Regions from separate parts of the Mus musculus genome. Here region 2 is linked to region 1. Evidence: chromatin contacts called from public Hi-C data. All regions are on one chromosome and are shown on one strand. Each heading gives the region's core, a stretch centred on a gene start, on an enhancer-like site or on the middle of the called end of the contact. The rest is flanking DNA. Distances are from core to core; before and after follow the strand shown.

Region 1 (6,038 bases), core at 1,551-4,050:
AAATAAGTTTCCGCCAATGAACTATCACTGGGTAAACAGCCACACTCTGAGGCAGGCCTCTTACCCACGAGCAACTAGATAACACAAAACAGACTCCAAGGTATTTGTGTGTGTGTGTGTGTGTGTGTGTGTGTGTGTGTGTGTGTGTGTGTGTGTATACGGGTGTGGGGTGTGTGTGTTGTCTTTCTTTTGTCTTATTAGGATTTTTGTTTGTTTGCTTTGATTTGTAAGTGTTTGTATGTGATATGTGGGTGTGTGTGTGATGTGTGGTGTGTGCATGTGTGTTATGTTGTGGTGTGTGTATGTGTGTGGTGTGTGTGTGGTGTGTATGTGTGTGGTGTGTGTATGTGTGTGGTGTGTTTGTGTGTTATGTTGTGGTGTTTGTGGTGTGTATGTGTGGTGTGTGTGTGTGTGTTATGTGTGTGGTGTGTGTATGTGTGTGGTGTGTTTTTGTGTTATGTTGTGGTGTGTGTATGTGTGTGGTGTGTGTGTGTGTTATGTGTGTGGTGTGTGTATGTGTGTGGTGTGTTTTGTGTTATGTTGTGGTGTGTGTATGTGTGTGGTGTGTGTATGTGTGTGGTGTATATTAAAGAGAGAGAAGATGAACATAAAGTCGGGTGGAGAAGACAAGTGAGGAGGCTCTGAGGAGAGTTGAGGAAAGGGAAACATGGTCAAAATGCAGTATGTTTTTAAAGACTTTTTAAATAAAAAAATAGAAAAAAACAGAAATATACATTTTTAGAAAGACAACTTTAGATGTTTAGCAGACTCTGAGGCAAAGGCTCCTCTCTGGAGACCACACTCTACCCAAGAACTTCTGTCTGAATCACATTTTTAATATATGAAATATCAGCCAAAAAATTACAAAGGGGATTAATTACAGTAAAATGCAGCTACCAAATTATTTTTAAATGAAATTTACAAGATCGTAATATATTTACATCTATAATAGCATGTTAAATGGCAAGAACTAGCCATCAAGCGAGGATTGCACCGTATCAGAGCTTCAACCAGTGCCCGGTGACTCTGCCAAGGCCAGCTTCACAGGTGCTGGCAACCGTGGCTCCTTCCAGACCTCCACGGTTGGTGCATTTTAAATGATAGTGAAGGCAGGAAGCACATCACAACCGTCAGACTGTATGGAGACCATTTGGAGAGTACATGTGAAGACCCCATCCATTCAGGGTTGGGGAGACAGTTCAGTCCAGAAAGTAATTGTCATACAAACATGAGGCTTCAGATTTGGCCCCCAGAACCCAAGTAAAAAGCCAGGTGTGTTAGCATGCACTGCTTAAGCACTGAGAGGGGTCCCTGGGGCTCAGCGACCAGCCAGCCTAGCCTAAGAAGAGCCCAGGTCCAGCCAGAAACCCCGTCTCTAAAGAAAGGCAGACTGTGGCTGAGGAAAATACCCAAGGTTATCCTCTGGCCTCCACCCCAAGCTCCCATAAGCAGTGCTTGTTAACCCCCCCCCCCAAGACTATCCCAAAGACTATTGCCTATCCCTGAGATATGTTCTTTTAGCTGGGCTGCCCTGTCTGGCCTCAGAGGGAGAGGAAGTGCCAAGCCTCACAGAGACTTGATGTGCCAGGGTAGAGGGATACCCAGGGGTCTCCCAGCCGCTCAGAGGAGAGGAGGTGGGCAAAGGATTGTGGGAGGGAGTGACCAGGAGGGGAGTAATGAGCAAGATGTGATCATACAAACACTGGAAGGTGAGTTCTTGCTGGGACAAGGTGCCCATGAACCTGGGTCTAGCCTCAGAGCCCTTTCAAACCAAGGAGCCAATTGACCGGAGGTGGAAGCCTTGGCAACTCTGTATAACATCCTTGGCAATGAGCATCAGGGAGCAGTTAAACACTGACAGAGGGTTAGGTCCCAGGGCAGTAAAAGCTATCCCTTCATCCCCAGCTGAGCTATGAGGCCAGTATGCCTGTAACTAGCCATGCTGGATAAGTCATGCCATCCTTTGACTTATGTGGGGATCCTGGTACTGAGACCCACGAGGGGAAAAGAAGCCAGGTAAAGCCTGTCAGTTACCTGCCCGAGGCTCACCACTCTCCTGGCCTGTCAGTCACACCCTGGTCCATCGTGCAGAGACTAGGCTGCCCGGGGGTCCTTCTTATTAAATGCCAAGCCCTGGGACTCTGAAGTTCATTTAGTGTCCAGGCCCCCATCAGCCTGATGGAATCAACTTTCCCATTTTCCCTAGGCTTCCACACCTTCTGCTTCTGACCATCTTTTGTCCACTTCACGGAAACCCCATTCCCCCCATCCTCCCCCTACCCCCGCCTCCCCATATCACTGGATGTCTTAGTTTCCAAGAGCATTCAGTGTCATTTTAGCTTTTAGCCATTTGTTTTTATTTTTTAGTTATATATACTTTTTGAGACGTAGCATCCCCACATAGTTCAAGTTGACTTTGAACTCACGATTCACCTGCCTCTGCCACCTGAGTGGCATCACTGTCGATGCTACCACACTCTGCATGACCCATGTTTTATTATACCGTCCCACCCTAACAGAACTCCCTCCCCACCTCCTCCTCTCCTGACCAACTGACAGCATTTCTACTCCTACAGTCAGAAAACTGCAAGCTGTGTTCTTGCTGAGTAGAGCTGTCCACTTGAGTTGCCTTATCCTTTGTCATGAGCCAACTCCCGCAGCCGCTGTTCTCTCCAGTCTAAACCCATGTTACAGCCCAATCCCTGGTTTAAAGATGAAAACAGTGGCCAGCAGGTGCAGCAGCTGAAAGCAGGCTCCCTGTGGGGTCAGCCCCTTCTGCCAAGCTGGTCTAGGCAGCCATGCCAAGACCTTCCGCTCAGGCATCTCCTCACTGCGTAGGAACCCAAACTCCCTTCCCCACGCACAGGGCTGTACTTCTCTTCCCTGGCACCGGCCCTCACTCAATGATGGGGGAAACTGAGAGGTGAGTTCCTATCCTCTGTGGAATCTTCTGACTAGGGACCTGAGGGGACAGGATGAGCTACCTACCGCCAGTCTCCTATATAGGCCTGTCTCCTATAGCACAAAATGGTCACTCAAAGAGATCGCCCTTCCCCGCTCCCCAGCACGGGTACTAGGAAGCAGCCTCAGAAGCAGAGGTGGAGGCAGTTACAAAGAGCAAGGACAGTCATATTTCCATAACTTGATGCACATGGTGGAGGATCTGCCAGCCCATGGAAATTGCCCTGACGTTTGAAAGGAAAGATTGGTTGGAGCCCTGCTCCTGTTGGCCCCTGGGTAAAGAAACCCTGCAAGAGAGACGTGAAACCAACTCCATTTCCACTGGAAGTGTCTCTTCCTTTGGTTCAACAGCCCAAGCCCCTCCCAGAAAGCGCCCGTCCCCCAACCTCCACCCCCAGTGTCCCTGCCTTGCTGTTCTCAGCATTTGCAAGGTTGCCCACAGTCTGAGAGTGGGGTGCTCAGCGCTGGGAGTAGTGGGTGAGTTCCCCGTGTTTCCAGCTCGCCTGTGCAGATGGATCCGCAGCTGATTAATGACACTCTGAGCCACTGCAGCGCTCATCTGCTTAACAATCCGATTTCTAGGACGTTTTAGAAGTTGTTAGCTGACTGCCAAAAATGAGGATCATTAAAAATAGATTCACAGCTGTTGAGGAAGCCAGAGATATAATTTTACCTTCATTATGCCTTATTGCAGATGTTATTGATTTAATCTCGTTGCATTTTACTGTGTAATATCAATTGGCACTGTCTTTGCTGTAGAAACTGGGAACTGTGTTTGTTCTTCTTGTCTTCGCAGCAGAAGGTATAGTTAGTCGGACAGTCCAAGTAGGTCCAAGTCGTCATCCCGAACTCCGACCCACTCACCACCTCTGATGGCCACCGTAGCTGAGACCCATGTGCCGCCTTCAGAGACTCAGCATAGACCCATGACAGAACAAGAATCTGAAAATGGGGCATCTACATTCTACATCCTTTAAGATAATGTTCAAGCGTGTGAACCATCAGCATCAAACAAATGAGGAGAAAGGGTGGGGGGCATCCTTCCAGCCCCTTCCAGGTTTGCTTGGGCGGTGCCACACACGTCCAGTCCATGTGTTGAATCCTTTGCTTGTGTGACAGCCCTGTCCTCTGAAATCTTACGCTGAAACCTGATAAATAGAATTTAATACTAAGTAAATTAGGATGCAATAGGGTGTTGTCTTTCAAAAAGTGTTACTCTGAAGACTCATTCTGAGATATTCTGAGATAATCTTTAAAAAAAAAAGGTTCAGAACTGGAAAGTTTGAGAATGCTACATTAAAGAAGCTTGGGAAGCCCGGCGTGAGGGCTCCTCTTCTTAAGTCCTTACCATTGTAGCCGATTAAAGGCTCCTGGGTACCAAAGAAATCTGACTGACTCTGTTCAATAAAGCATTTTCCAAGCTAATTTGATGCAAAGGTATCTCTTCTATTCATGTACTAACACTCCTCAGTGTTCATTAGCAGCAAGCAGCCTTTGGAAAGCCTCTGGTTTAACCTAGAAGATGAACCGTCAGCACCTCTGGGAATCCCTCCACCTTGTGTGCTGCTCTTGTGGGCTCCAGCTTGCATTACAGGGGCCTTTCAATGATTGAGTTTGTGACCTAGGCAGCATCCCTCACCTTCTGTCCCTGGCCCACCACCTCAGCCTCCTAACTCTAAATAGCCCACCAGTCAATTAGCATCTCCTGCCTCCACGCAACCTGCCATCTCATGACCAGAGAGAGCCAGGCTGTGCTTGCCGCATCATCTGTGGGTACAGCAGGGCTTAGAGTAACTCTCCACAGTTCTACCAAGCCCTCTCAGATGACATTAGCTTCGTGATTATTCAAGTTCGCACCTTTTTGTAGCTATGGCTTTCAGGGGGGTCACATAACCACTTGTCTCGGTACCCCTTCACCAGCACGACACACATAAAACCATGCAGCAAACAGATGAGACAGAAACACTTCTCTGTTTGTAAGAGATTAGCAGAAAGCCTTTGTCCCCACCAGTAGCATTTGAAAGGGCTCCCTAGGCAACATTTAGGTTGGTGAGTGCACACAGGGGAATTCATCAACTCTGGGGGATATTGTCAAAGATTCCCTCTTTGTGACCATTCCAGGATTTTAGGTATTGTTAAGGCTAGTGAACAGTTGTGGGGTGTGTGTGTGTGTGTGTGTGTGTGTGTGTGTGTGTGCATGTTGCTTCTTAGAGAGTTTAGCACCTTTGATCATGAGGTCTAACATCTGCTATCAGCTAACAAAGAATGTGAATTATCTCATCTCAGCTCCCCTCAGCTCTTCTGTATAACAAATTGGGGGATTCTAGAAAAAAGAACACAAAACAAAAACAAAATGGAACAAACAAACAAACAAAAAACCATCCTGCACCTCCCATGGTGACTTAACTGTGGGCAAAATCTAGCCAGGAGTCAGGTAAGGCGAGCTAGGGATCAGGTTCATTTGGCAACTCCGTTTTTTGTTAACTCATCAATATCGGACAACTTGTCCAGAGTAGCAGTGCCTGGCTGTGTGTCTCTCCACATATCCACTACGGTGCTGAACACTGAACCCCATGCCCATCTGCTAACTAGTGAGTTAGCACCACTCAGGCAGGAAGGATGGAGCCAATCTGTTCTCAGAAGGACTCCAGCCACAGAAGGTGGACTGAAAAGCTAAGCCGCACTTGTCACGTGCGTGTGTTATGCCCCAGAGAAGCATCTACACTTTGGGGTGGCATCAGTTGCGAGACATACCCAAGAAGTATGTTTAGGGAAGGCAAGGGGGCGTGGTTATGCTTATACATGATCTCATAGACTTCCAAGGGAGGAAGACATCTTTGAGGATCCTTAGAGAGAGACACCAGGCAGGGGAACAGCTCACAGATATACCCCTAACTCACTAAGGGGTGATGCTGGATAAACTACTTCACACCATTCAACCTAAGAGCCAATCCCCCAGCTCTTGCAAAAATCCCTGCTCTCTTCTGCTTCCAACTTCTTTTGTAGTTCTGGTAGAATTTAGAATTCTGACTCTTAAAGATCGAACTAAAATGAAAATTCCAGAAAGTCTGCGAAAG
Region 2 (6,038 bases), core at 1,610-4,109, 630 kb after region 1:
CTATTTTACAAATTGTTTTATAAACCCTAACTAGTATAGAGGATGATGTCTTACATGAAACAAAAGGCTGAAGATTTGAGTCTCTACTATTGGGAACTTAAGGATACATCTTTATTAATGAATGGATGGATCACTGGGTATTTGGCAGAGAAACCCCCCTTTAAAAACAAAAACAAAAACAAAAACAAAAACAGATTTGAACAATAAAATGCCCACTTGACCCAGATAGAAACAGGTGAAGTGTTTGGTTTCATTTGTCACAAGTACTGAAGGAATCAAGGAGCATGTCGCAGAACCACGCAGAGTGGTACTTTTTGTCAAATTCCTTTTTGATAAAGTCTGTATATTGGACTTCTCCTGTGCCTGAGTAGTAGCACGTTCCAAGTCCTGTTGCTTCTCTTCTGACATGCCTGCGGTTTTCATTACTGCTTGCCCAGTGAACATTCTAGAACGTGGTCACCATGAGCCAGGGCTGGGGAGGGATTGGTGCTGCTCAGGCTGAAAAGGAAAGTAGGTAGAGTTCCTCTAGGACAGATTCTCAGGAGGTCGGTTTTGACCAACACTTTGGGGGCCAAATGACCCTTTCACAGGGGTCACCTAAGACCATTGGAAAACAATCATATTTATATTATAATTTATAACCGTAGCAAAATTACAGTTATGAGGTAATGAAAAGAATTTGATGTTGGGGTGGGGGTGGGGTCACAATACCTAATAAAGGGCTAGAGCATTAGGAAGGTTGAGAACCACTGCTCTATATAGAGGATTACTTTTTTGTTGTGCTCTGGCTGGCTGGGACTCACTATGTAGAACAGACTGGCTTCAAATTCATAGAAATTCACTTGCCTCTACCTCCAGAGTGCTGGGGTTAAAGGGATACACTATCACTTACAATTTTTCTTTTTTTAAAAAACAAGATCTCATTCCACGACCCAGAAAAATATTCCAGTTCATGTTCATGAGTTTCAGTAAAAACTAAAGTAATGGTGGTTAACAACCTGTAAGACTTGTGTTTTATTTTTTATTTATTTATTATTTTTTTGATACAGGGTTTCTCTGTGTAGCCCTGGTTGTCCTGAACTCACTCAACCTGTAAGACTAACCTGTGATTTTTTTCCCCATTGGTCACTTTCCTGTAGCATATTGCTTATTTGCTATGTTCTGTAAGACTTAGTTATTAGACGTTACATTCACAGAAAATGAAATATATAGGCTAATGCCAAACTGAAAAAAAAAAAATAAGAATCAGTCCCTCACTGGGATCTGGAGTCTTTCAGTTGGGTTAGATTGGTTGGCCATCGAGCTCTGGCAATCCTCCTGTCTCCACCTCTCCAGTCTGGGATGACAGATGCATGCCACTGTGACCTGCTTTTTATATGGATTCTGAGGATCAAACTCAGGACCTTATGCTTGCGTGGCAAATCCTTTATACTTTATAGACTGGGTTATCTTCCCACGCTCTGTTGTTTTTGACATGTTACTGGAGTACCGTGTTAGCTGCTTTTCTAGCTGTTGTGAGGAAGTACCTTGACAAAAGCAACCAACCTTCAGGAGAAATGGTTTCTTCTGGCTCATATAGTTCATGATGTAGTCTGTCTCAGTGGGGGAGCCATGGTGGCAGGAGATGGAGACAGCTGATCATGTTGTGCCCACAATCAGGAAGCAGAGTGCTATGGATTCTCATGCTCAACCTTGTTCTTTTGTAAAGTCCAGGATGCAAGCCTAGGGAATGGTGACACCCATGATTAGGGTGAGACCTCCCACCTAAATTAACCTAGGCAAGATAATCCCTTGTAGGCATGCCTGGGGGCGCTTCCTTCTCCTCGATTACTCCAAGAATGCCCTCTATTGTTCCGGTGATACCAGATCCTGTCAAACTGATAATCAATATTAACCATCACACCAACTATATAAAGATAACATATCAGTGATCTTGAAAATGTCATCTCTGATTAAATGATTTCATAACAATCTTATATCATGAATGAATTTAAAAATGGCAATTTCTTCAATGGCAAAGGGGAAAACATACTGCAAATAGATATGCCAATAGATGTGCAGTGTTCAGAGATTAAGCTTAGCTCCTATCAGGAAGAAGTGAATATAGACAGGTGAGATCCTGATGTGCTGTAGTGTAACAGCTGGCTGCTTATCAGCTGTTTGTCCGTTCTCCATGTGGACCCACAGTGCTAAGCCTTATGAGCATAGCCAGAATTCCTGCACTTGTATTCTAGAGACCTGCGGGCCCAAAGTCTTTCTCCAGACTTCCTTCTCCCCAGCTCTGGGGCACTTCTTCCTCTCTGTTCTGAGCTTATTTGTAGAACCTTGAAAGCTCTGCACACAGTCTTGGCCCTGGGCTGTTTCTGGCAGTGCCCTCCTGCCCAGCTTTAGCCCTTCTTTCGCTTGCATACATTGCTGAAGGTGGCTGACACTCACTGTGCCTTCAAGCCTCTGTTGGGAATCAAAAAGAGACTTCTTCCAACAACCTGATCTTAAAAAGGTCTTTTTGCTGTGCAGTGGTGGTGCCCATCCTTAACGGCAGCACTGGGGAGGCAGAGGCAGGCAGATCTGAGTTCAAGGCCAGCCTAGTCTACAGAGTGAGTTCCAGGACAGCCAGAGTTGCACACACATACACAAGAGGTAATTTCATCTCCTTGATTAATCCAAGAACACCCTGTATTCAAGGCCAGCTAGAGTTATTGAAGTCTGTAGAGTCTAGTGATTGATTATTGTTCAGTGTAATAAAAGTCAAGATCCCCCTAATCACACATGCAAAGGTCAAATGCAGTATCACTGGTTGTCCTAGAAGTTAGTCCAGTATTTATATAAGCACTTTCCAGTTGATGCCCATAGATAGCAGCCATTCCTAATTAATCATGGGCTTGGCATGCGAACTAAGACCTACTTGCCATCATTGTTCAGGATGCAGATGGCCAGGAGTGACATGCCAGTCATAGCTGGTGGTGCCAGCCTCGAGGTTTGGTAATTTTTAAAAAAGATTTGGGAAATGTAGTCTCTCTTGTCGAGGTAGCTTTATTACCATAATAAATCTAGCAAGAGGAGGGAAGGGAGTGAGAGTCTCCCTTGTTAGTTAAACACGTTCCATTTGCACATTGGTTCGAATTCCCAGGAGAGCAGTATCTCAGCTGATGGATTGTCCCTATAAAAAGGCCTTGGCATTGGGCCATTGTAAAATTGAAATGAATTCAGGCTCATTCATGCATGCAACTTTAATTTACAATTAAAATATTATGGTTACATATTTTAATAAGAATAATTAGGCGGACCCAACTGAATCAACCCTTGTGTTTAATGAGACAGAACCCAGATCCAAATGGAAAGGCAGGTGGGTGTGACAGGGGACAGGCTTCAGCCAGCAGCAGCTTTTGTGGGGTCAGGCATTTTTGCCCATTTTTATATCTGATGCCCGGAAGGAGCAATCTTATTTCTCTGCAGCACCCGGGACCTTCGTCCCCTGCCTCCGGAAGCTTGTTTTCCTCAAGACTCACATCCTGTTCCTCCCCCTCTAGGGCTGCTGCTCCCCGATGAAGGAGCCCCGTTTCTTTCTCAGCCACTGTAACTGGAGCATCCTGCCTAGGGGATGAGACTGTTTACAGCTGTGTATGTGTATTCACACGTGTGTATCACTTCCTCCTTCACGATAGCTGTATTCTCCCTTTAAAGCAGTAACCTGTAGGTCATGGCCCCTTTAAGATATCCTGCATATCAGATATTTACATTATGATTCATAACAGTCGCAAAGTTGCAGTTATGAAGTAGCAACAGAAATAATTTTATTTTATTTTTATTTTTATTATTTTTATTTTTTATTTTATTTCGCAACGTGAGGAACTGTATTAAAGGGTTGCAGCATTAGGGAAATTTAATTTTCTTCTTTAAAGAACATTTACATCATGTTGGGGGAATAACAGTGACTCTCAGGCAACCACCAGTCATTGACACTTGAATGGGTTCTTTGTTTTTATTCTTTTGGTGTTTTGAGACAGGATCTCGATATGTAGCCCTCGTTGGTCTGGAATTTACTATCTAAACCGAGTTAGCCTTGAATAGGAGCTCAGGTTTGTAGAGCTGTACCTGCCGCTACCTCCTGAGTGCTGGGCTAAAGGTTTGTGCACGTGTTACACCTGGCTTGGTTGAGCTTGGCGGGGAGTACCCAGAATATGACAAGCCCAGGTGTCCCAAGAGAGTTCCGGCACCGCCAGGTCCCCATCAGCTAACAAAGGAAAAGAGTGCTAGAGAGATACCAGGGATCTGTTGCCATTTTAGATGAAGAGCCTTACTGAATGGATGAACAGTGTTGATAGGGTTTAAGATACAGTTTGTTTCCAATGGAAACATTTTGGACTCCCTTTAAGAAAGGGCGGTGGCTGGGCATTGGTGGTGCACCCTTTAATCCCAGTACTTAGGAGGCAGAGGCAAGTGGATCTCTATGAATTTAAGCCAGCCTGGACTACGAAGTAAGTTCCAAGACAGCCAGGGCTACACAGAGACCCTGGCTTGAACACCTTCCCCCCATTACCCCCCCCCCCCCAAAAAAAAAAAGAAAAGAAAAGAAGAAAAAGAAAGAAAGTTAGGTTTTTCTTTGTTTAGAGATTTGAGGCAAGGTCTCATCATGTAGGCCAGGCTGGCTCCGCCACTCATTATTTAGCCTGGGGAGGTCTGAAACTCATGGCAGTCCTCTTACCTGCACCTCTCAAGGGCTGGGATTGCAGGTGTACACCACAATACCCAGGTTTGCTATTATTTGCTTGTGCGTCTGTCGTGCCGGGTCTAGCAAATATGTAGCATTCATTCTACCACCGGCTGCACCCCACAGCCTGAAAACACAGGGGTGCAGCTGACTGGAAGTTGACTCTGGTTTGGATGAAGGAATATCACTTAAACAATAGAGGCTTCTGTCTCTCGACCCTTGAAACACTCTCTCAAACCTATATTGACTTTTTCCCTCTTCCTTTCATGTCCACGCCTCTTTCTTCTTATTCTCAGCTGCTGTCATTCTCCCCAGTTACCAAGTTTTCCTATTGAAAGATGGCACCCTTTCTATGGCTGGAGAGATGGCTCAGCCTTTAAGAGCACTTGCTGTTCTTTCCAAGGACCCAGCTTTGAATCTCAGTACCCACAGTGCGGGAGGCAACTCACAACTGTCCGTAACTCCAGGCCTAGGGGATCCGGTGCCCTCTTCTGGACTTTTTCCTGCACCGAGTATGCATGAGGCACACTGACATAACATTCTGGCAAAGCACCCATAAGCATAAAAATAAATAAATAAAAATTAAAAGTAAGGAAAGAAAAGCAGTCTGGGAAGCCAGCTGTTCCCCACACAGCACGTTCCAAGGGACGCTGCTGTCATGCGGAGCCCATTTGTGTGACAGTCACTAGGGAGCTTTGTTTCGTTCTTTCTGAGTCTCAACAAAAAAGATTTTATTTCCATCTCCCAGATTTGAAAAGATCTGTTCACTACAGAATATACGCTCTAAGGAAAAGATAGATGCCTGGGCTATTCCTTCCCAGCCCTTTCTTGTACTTAATGTGTATGCATTTTTAGAAAATGGAGACGATATAGGATTTATGGTTTAATATCCCTCTCTTTCACGTTAGCATTCCAATACATTTTAAATATTAGAACTACTTTGCCAGCTACAACTAAATTAGAAGTGACTGGAAAAAATTAGTACACGTTTATCTTCACGTGTATACAGATAGGAAGCAGTAAGCTTATGATGGGAATATCAGCCAGCCAGTGCCTCAGCCAGGTGACCAAAGTAAAACAGCAGCGAAGACTCCCAGGGACAGCAGGTGCCCTTGGTGGCTGAAAGTGGGGCTTCATTTCTGTTTTTCCTTCCAAGCACAGAGAACCCCAGTCTAGAACTGAGATAGACACCAGATAAGCTCTGGCTGAGGAATATCTACAAAGACCCAGCAAGTTCTCACAATCAAGGTCACCAAAATCAAGAGAAGCCCGTGAGTGTGTCACAGCCAAAAGGAGCCCAAAGGAGACACGATGACCAGTCCCACTG

Evidence for each region. Hi-C and Micro-C count contacts between places; a contact is called where the count stands out from the background.
Region 2: a Hi-C map of cerebellum shows a contact between it and region 1, with 2.2 times the contacts expected there. The contact joins two enhancer-like sites. A contact is called at or near these places in 9 of 484 Hi-C or Micro-C datasets (cerebellum, cortical neurons, embryonic limb bud and 6 more) and 2 of 115 datasets of contacts at active chromatin or transcription factors (astrocytes and large pre-B cells).

What each region holds. Positions count from the first base shown.
Region 1 is chr6:50,930,966-50,937,003 of GRCm38.p6, forward strand. It overlaps Gm31686 (a long non-coding RNA gene), which reads right to left. Exons shown (of 4, transcript XR_377658.3): 4 at 2,436-4,109. Among named protein-coding and RNA genes, the nearest start is that of Gm31686, 10 kb to the right of the region's middle. Within about 2 kb of position 2,801, at least 17 of the 459 cell types and tissues checked have an H3K27ac peak or open chromatin away from gene starts, as enhancers often do. A contact at or near this core is called in cerebellum, where this site is marked.
Region 2 is chr6:51,563,927-51,569,964 of GRCm38.p6, forward strand. The region is part of intron 2 of Snx10 (sorting nexin 10); the gene reads left to right. It also overlaps the pseudogene Gm52883. Among named protein-coding and RNA genes, the nearest start is that of Snx10, 43 kb to the left of the region's middle. Within about 2 kb of position 2,860, at least 8 of the 459 cell types and tissues checked have an H3K27ac peak or open chromatin away from gene starts, as enhancers often do. A contact at or near this core is called in cerebellum, where this site is marked.